Linked DNA regions of Pan troglodytes: region 1 is linked to region 2. Evidence: chromatin contacts called from public Hi-C data. All regions are on one chromosome and are shown on one strand. Each heading gives the region's core, a stretch centred on a gene start, on an enhancer-like site or on the middle of the called end of the contact. The rest is flanking DNA. Distances are from core to core; before and after follow the strand shown.

Region 1 (3,543 bases), core at 222-2,721, 220 kb before region 2:
TAAATGAGCATATTTGAAATATAGTACAAATCCGGTATAGTAAAACTGACAGTTCTGACAGTATTGACAACATAAATATATGTTTGAACACTGCATTTTCAGACACTTAACCGATGAAGCAATAAAAAAAAATTCGACTACAATATTTCAAATAATCGACATTGATGTTTTGATACATCTTTTTATACTCCAAATCGATCTATCACTCTGGGGCTGGTCAATTTTAAGTAAAAATGTGCTGCTATTATTTGTACCTTGGCTAATGATGACCTAATAACAGTCCCCAATTAATTACACCCGAACCGTGCTTTTTTTTCCTTCTGCAATGGAGGTGGGGGGCAGTTCTTGGAAAACAGAACCCACTATTGTGCCATCCTTCCCCTCCCTTGTATTCCATGTTTGCCACGGGTGGGGGTGGGACTTCAGATTTAGGAAGGGGTCTTTGTCTGGTTGATCATAGACGTCACAGGCTGAGGTCCCCTCACCTGAAATAACCACCCTCTGGGTCTGTATTGGGAATATGGTCCTCACTTTTACTTTGCAATGTCAAAACTAAATTTTAGAAAATTCAATCATAACTCTCCTTCAGGTCCCATGTCCTTTCCTCTGTTTCAAGGACTAGATGGAAGAGATTTGCTCAAAGATTGGAAATTTCTCTCGGGCTGTGTGTGTATGTGCGTGTGTGCGTGTGAGAGAGAGAGAGAGAAGAGAGAAGAGAGCGCGCGCCCACATGAGAATTTTAATAAAGTAGGGACACAGCCAGGTCCAAATCTAAAGCACCTAGCCTGAGTAGAATCTCTCCCACAGCCCCATCCCCTCTGACCTCCCTACACGGCGTTTGATTGTTTACCGGCTACTGAAGAAAAAAAAAAAAAGCTACAAATAAGAAAGACAATGACCTGCAAATTGCAGGAAAGCAGGGAGGAGACTGTTGGGTATTGCATCCCAGGCGTGCCTCCTCCCGCACTATGACTGTTGGCTTTCTCTCTTTGCCCTGTGAGTTTTCCAGTTCTTTCCCACTCCTCTCCAGATTTGGTGGAGGTGGGGGGAGGGGGAAAAGAGATAAAGCTGATTAATTGAAGGAATAAACAATCCTGGACAGGCCTAGATACAAACTCGAGCAGTCCATTGTGAGGTACGGATCGGGCAGAGGCGGTGGAGGACCGCTCGCACCCCCACTCCGACTCCATCTCGCAGGCTAGGCGCCGCGCCGTGCTGTTCCCCCCCGCCACCCCCACCTCCCCCGTTAAGCCCCGACCCTTCCTCAATGTCGCACTGAGACTCGGCCTTCTGACCTAAAACTGAGCTGGGCTCCTAGCCCTGAATTCCAGTGTCTGATTTCTTTCCTCCAAACTTCATGAATGCAGTTTTAAGCCTCTCCAAACCACCGCCAGCTGAGACGCTGGGACTTAAGCGGCACGCTAAGCAACTTTAAGATGCTAATCAAAGGCAAAGGATGTGTGTGATCCGCGCTGGGTAAGGGGGAGGAGGGATCAGAAAAGAGAGCTCCGTCGCCAGAGCATCCCCCAGTTGCGAGAGTTACTAGCCTCTGGCCGGGGCTTTCCAAGCCGCCTGCGCTGAAGTAGGGGTAGACGAGAGGCCGCAGGAGGACAGAAAAAAAGAGAAAAACAATCGAGCGGAAGAGACGAGAGAAAAAGCAGGAGAGAGGAAGAAAGAGAGGAAAGAAGAGAGCGCGGGAAGGAGGAAGAAACAGTGAGAGCAAGCGCACGTCGTGTTTGGAGCCCCGCCAGATAGCGCTAGAGGGCTATTTATTGAAATCCTTTCTATGAGATGGTGAAGCAGCTAAAATTGGGAGAAATAAAGAAAAGGGGGCATAAAGGAAAAAAGTATAATAATTTTACTCCATTTTATTTAAAAAATAAAGTGTGGGGTGCTTAAACGTTATTAATGGGAGGAGGCGGAGAATAAATCATTATAGAAAGCTTAAATGGGAAAAGGACCAAAGGACCAAAAACCACCACCACCACCACCACCACCAACAACAACAACAACAAAAGCAAACAAAAAAGTCCCCTTCCTTCTGTTGATCCCAGCTAGGAAGAGTGAGTAAAGTTAACAGGTAAGGAAGCCAGTGGAATTATTTCTAGGCCAACTTTCAGAGCTGCTGGTTACACTGCTGGGAAGGTCAAGAATAGTTCACAAGGATGAGCCGATGTTTATGGAGAAGGGATGTTTTAAAAGTAATAGATGGCTGCAAGGGGTGGAGAGGGAGAGACAAACACGTTATTGGAAACGCCAAATAAAATATATATCAAAAATTCCAACTGTCAGCCAGCAGGTCTTGAGCAGAAGATAGCCCCTTCTGCCTTTGTCCCAGCGATGCTGGGCTCAGGGCAGTTTCTGCAGGGCTGAAATCAAACTCCTTGAATAACAATTTAGAAATACTCTGAGAAGCTTGGAGAAAATAACTAGACTACAAAAAAAAAAAAAAAAAATCACTGTGTCATTCAGAACCCAAAGAAAAGTGCTGGGGATGGAAAGAGAAGACCTAGTGACAGAAGTGGAGTCCAGAGAGAGAGAGAGAGAGATGGAGAGAGAATAACATATTTTTGATCACTTTTACTTGCTCAGTTCAGTAATGCAAGAAATAAAATTTCTTTCAAATGATACTTTACTTTTAAGTATTGACTTGGTTTTATCCTAAAATCTCTGGCATTTCACATATCTAGCTTCTCATTTTAAACCTGAATTTTCCTTTTACCTGAAGGAATTTTTGAAAATCAAAGTAATAATTCATGTCTTTTTTCAAAACCAGTAAAGAGAACTTCCCTCCCGGAATAAAAATTAACCTTACAGAGTTTTTAAAGATCTGCTTAATCCAAAATATTCCAAATCAAAACATTAAATAAAGTTACAGACAAGATTAAGGTTGGACTTATTTGCTTCTCTAGCAAGGCGTCAATTGTTCTAACTGTTGTAAGAAGACAAAAAGGATTTAAACCTGGCGATTTTAATACACAGATTAACACTTTGGACTTCGCAGTTCTGAGGAATTTGAAGTTATCTGTGCTAAGAAGCTATAACTTTCAAGAAAAAGAAAAAGAAACAGCTACACAAGCTCCTTAAGGAGTGTGGGCAAATTCACCTAGAATCTGGGTTCATAAATGCTTGGTTCAAATTAAACACTCCCCATAAAGCCAATGCCCTTCAAATTAAGGGACTATAGTGGAATTCAATTATTCCTTTTAAATCTTAAATGTTACCTATAATAGCATTCCATGTTGGCTCAAAAAAAAGAAAAGGAAAAATAGAAAAGTAGCAGTTTTCAGAACTCTTGGGGCTGCTTCAATAAGAAAGAGGTGATTAAAAACAGACTCTTAAATTTGAGAGGCCCGATTCCCCCTTCCACTGGTCCCCACCCGCGTGGTCCTCTCCTTTTCACCTCTTTTTTATGCAGTACCCCCACCCCCACTCCAGAGCTAAGTAGCTGATTTGGGATTCTGAAGAAATAGGTTTCACCATCCATATTTGTTCTGGGGCACTTGTAAAATGCGATTTGTAGAGGGTCTTTAGCCTTCTGAT
Region 2 (3,392 bases), core at 179-2,678:
CATCACCTTCTGTCTGTAGACCCACCAACGGAGCCCCCTTCCCTTAGATTCCTGACATGTAAGCCTAGACCATGGCCTTTTTATCAAGTGAGTGGGGCTTTGTTAATGTATTTGTACTTTTCTGCTTTCAGTCTAAGTTTCTCGCTTTGGAGGAGGGAGGAGATGCAAGAAAGGAGGGGGAGGGGAGCAGAACACAAAGACTTTATCTAGTTCTCACCAAGCAGGTTTCAAAATAGGAACTTAATGGGAAGAAAGACGAAAGAATTAAAAAAAATAAGAGGGGCGTGAGAATTGTTTATTACAAGTTTACTTGTCTGGAAGAGAGGTGATTCTGTGGATATTTTTCCCTTTGAGGATTCTGTTTTCCTCTTATTGAAACATTTTCAAATTTTAATCCTTTAGCAGACAAAACCTCAATATAAATATGACATGGGCCACTGGCAAAAAAACGAACTTAAACTCAGTGCTTAGAAGGGAGGCGGTGTGGGGAGGAGAGAGCCCTTTCTGATTAATAACTAGCAGGGTAATGTTGAGGGCTTTTTCTGCCCGATTGCCTTTTTGAATTAGAGCCGATTTCTTCACACTTCAATAGTGCCTGTCTCCTTTAAAATGACTGGCAGATTTGTTTCTCTTTTTTTTTCTCTCCCTGAGACTTAATGATGTAAATTTTCTAATTAGTTAAATCATATTGCTTAAAGGCCTAATATTTACCATGTAAGAAATGATCATCCAGATTTGGACCTCTTGAAATATTCTGAGAAATAACACTTGGCTTTTAGGTTGAGGGATGAAGAGGAGAAAGCTGTATTACGGGAAGCTGTTTAGAGAAGAGAAGGCATAAACCCGGCAACATGTTAAATTAATAGATGAAGTTGAGCTGGGCTCACACCCCAAGTCCGCTTTTATTTTTCAATCAGCGAAGATTTAATTGGCAGCCCTCAGGCTGGGCGATCTGATATTTTCTCATTAGTTTCCCATCACTAATCTTGAGTGTTAGATTGGCTCAAAGGTTGTCAACATTTGACCAATTTTATTTAAGGAAAAAAAAAAATCATGCATTATGGCTCCTGGACGTGAGATCTGCAAATAAATCCTGCTTGGATCAGCGGAACCAACAGGCGAAAAAAATGTTGACTATTCATCGTCGCATTTAATAAGTTGCATTAATGTATATTTCAAGGCGAGAGAGAGAGAGATTATACATGTGGTGCGTAGATGCCGATGAAAAGAAAGAGGTGGATGGGGAACGGGAGGCACTATAAGCCGGATGGGTAGGTAAAGTGAGACGTAGAAGCATTTCGAACCGAGGGTAAATAACCCAAGTGGAATAGCTGTTGAGGATTTAGGAGCTACAATCCCCCCTCCCTTTCCTTTTGCAGCTGCGTGAAACTGCCAAGCCTGTCTTGCAAGCACAGAGTGGCTCTGCTGTCTAGTCCAGAGCTAACATCAGAGCGCCCCCTGCTGGCAAGTAGAGCAGAACGCTGCGGGTCAGCCCCCTGCGAAGCGAATCTTGTTTTTCTGCGCACCCCACCTTTCACTGACTCCTTCCACAGCCCCCACGTCCATTCTCCAGCAAAATCCCGCGGCAGGGGAATACCTTGTCAAGGACTGAACATTTAAATGAATAACTGATAATAATAATAATAATAAAATGCGAAGGAACCCCCCACCTTCGCTTGGCCTCTGGGGAATAAACTATCAAAAGCCTTGGCAGAGGACACCTTTCCTTTTTCTACATCTCTGTATTCTCTGCGTTTTCGCTACAGTTTGTTTTTCCTGCAGAACTGCAGATTCCGAGTCCAAGGAAATGTTTTTAATAGATGCTGTAGACGTTTTAAAAATGGATATCTGATGGGGAAAGAGGCCAATACAAAGCAATATTTTGCATCCTCACAAAATTAAACTCCCAGGAAACTCGCACTGTTTAGAAAAGTCTTGAGGGATAGCTTTCGGAATTCAGACGGTTCCTTGTCCAGAATGACCCTTTCCTGCAACGCAAAGCAATACCAGACCCTGTCCGAATCTTTTTTTTTAAGCAGAAAAAGTGTTTAAAAGTTGTCACCATAGCTACATACACACACACACACACACACACACACACACACACACACGTCTTTTCCATGGGTGTGTCTATTCTTTTTTTGGGGTCGTACTTCTCAATTTTGCTGGAAACGGAAAAGGTAGCTGAAGTGCACCAAAATAACCGATGTCTTTGACATTTGATCTTACTATAGTGTTTCACGTCCAATGCAAGGTGTGAGACTGCTACTATTTGAGAGAATTTTGGTTCTTTTTCAACGGTTCGGTGCATAGAGGCATTTTCTTGGTTTCCCAGTTAATCTGCCGCGGGATTTATGAGCACCATGTAACGCGAGGGCGCACAGGTAACGAGAGCCGGAACAATCTCAGGCTGGCAGCCGCACCGCCTGCACCGCCAACCTCCACTCTTGGGAAAGGCGTTGGCAATGCAGCCCTGACTCGGATAAGTCTTCTGACCGCAACCAGACCCCCACATAACGAGTGTCAATCTACACCGCGGAACGACTTTTGTTTCTGAGGGAGTTTTTGGTTTTGCTTTCCAAAGTACCGGATTTTGGGATTTTGTTAAAACAGTGCTCAGAAATGAGGCGCGGGGGAAGGAACACGGGCAGGGAGGACAGCAAGGGAAAGGTGTGTCTCTGGACTTTAATTTCTTGCCAGAGTAGCAGGACTTTCTGGTTTAAGAATCCATTCTCCTCTTTCGCTTCTTCCCAGAAGCCCTGTGTCACCCCTTCTCCAACCCCCATTCCCATCTTTGGAGACACTCAGGGAGGGGACAGGGACCCCGGTGACTCCCTAGAACCAGCGCTCCTAGGGCAAGGCAGAGGTGGGAGACAACCCGGTCTTCAGGCCAGTGAAGTGATGCCTCAGTCTGATTGTGTTTGAAGATTTGCTGGGGCTATTGTGTGACAACTGAGGTAAAGTTAAATATTTATACTCCAAGCTGTTATCATTTTGGGGGGTCTGTTTTGAGGAAGTCCATTGGGTTCAAACTGATTTTAAATATAAATCCTGTTCTGGGGAAGCAGAATCTACTGCCTGCAACTGGGGTTGACTGTTTGAAAGGTCCCCGTTAAGCTCAGAAGTGGAAGGGAAGTTATCTGCAGACCATATGAGTCTATTCAAATATATATGTATATACGTATGTGGGTATATATACAAAATATCTATATATAGCTATCTACATATCTGTACAAAGACAACAAAATAATAAAGACAAGAAAGGGGGTGTCCCTCATAGCAGTTGAATCCAAATAAAAATATTTCTCTCACATATAAAGGAAATATGATCATCTCATTGTATTGTCTCTGTTTGACTTAATGAAATTTGGAGACATTGACAGTCTGGTCAA

What was found. Hi-C and Micro-C count contacts between places; a contact is called where the count stands out from the background.
Region 1: a contact with region 2 is called in a Hi-C map of stem cell-derived neural progenitor cells, with 9 times the contacts expected there. The contact joins two enhancer-like sites. A contact is called at or near these places in 5 of 7 Hi-C or Micro-C datasets (induced pluripotent stem cells, a lymphoblastoid cell line, lymphocytes and 1 more), 1 of 1 datasets of contacts at active chromatin or transcription factors (stem cell-derived excitatory neurons) and 1 of 1 other capture datasets (stem cell-derived neural stem cells).

The regions. Positions count from the first base shown.
Region 1 is chr16:29,050,174-29,053,716 of NHGRI_mPanTro3-v2.0_pri, reverse strand. No RefSeq gene overlaps it. Among named protein-coding and RNA genes, the nearest start is that of MEIS2, 5.2 kb to the right of the region's middle. Within about 2 kb of position 1,471, at least 9 of the 24 cell types and tissues checked have an H3K27ac peak or open chromatin away from gene starts, as enhancers often do. A contact at or near this core is called in stem cell-derived neural progenitor cells, where this site is marked.
Region 2 is chr16:28,827,022-28,830,413 of NHGRI_mPanTro3-v2.0_pri, reverse strand. It overlaps LOC736464 (a long non-coding RNA gene), which reads left to right. Exons shown (of 7, transcript XR_002939604.3): 2 at 2,755-2,957. Among named protein-coding and RNA genes, the nearest start is that of MEIS2, 220 kb to the left of the region's middle. Within about 2 kb of position 1,428, at least 4 of the 24 cell types and tissues checked have an H3K27ac peak or open chromatin away from gene starts, as enhancers often do. A contact at or near this core is called in stem cell-derived neural progenitor cells, where this site is marked.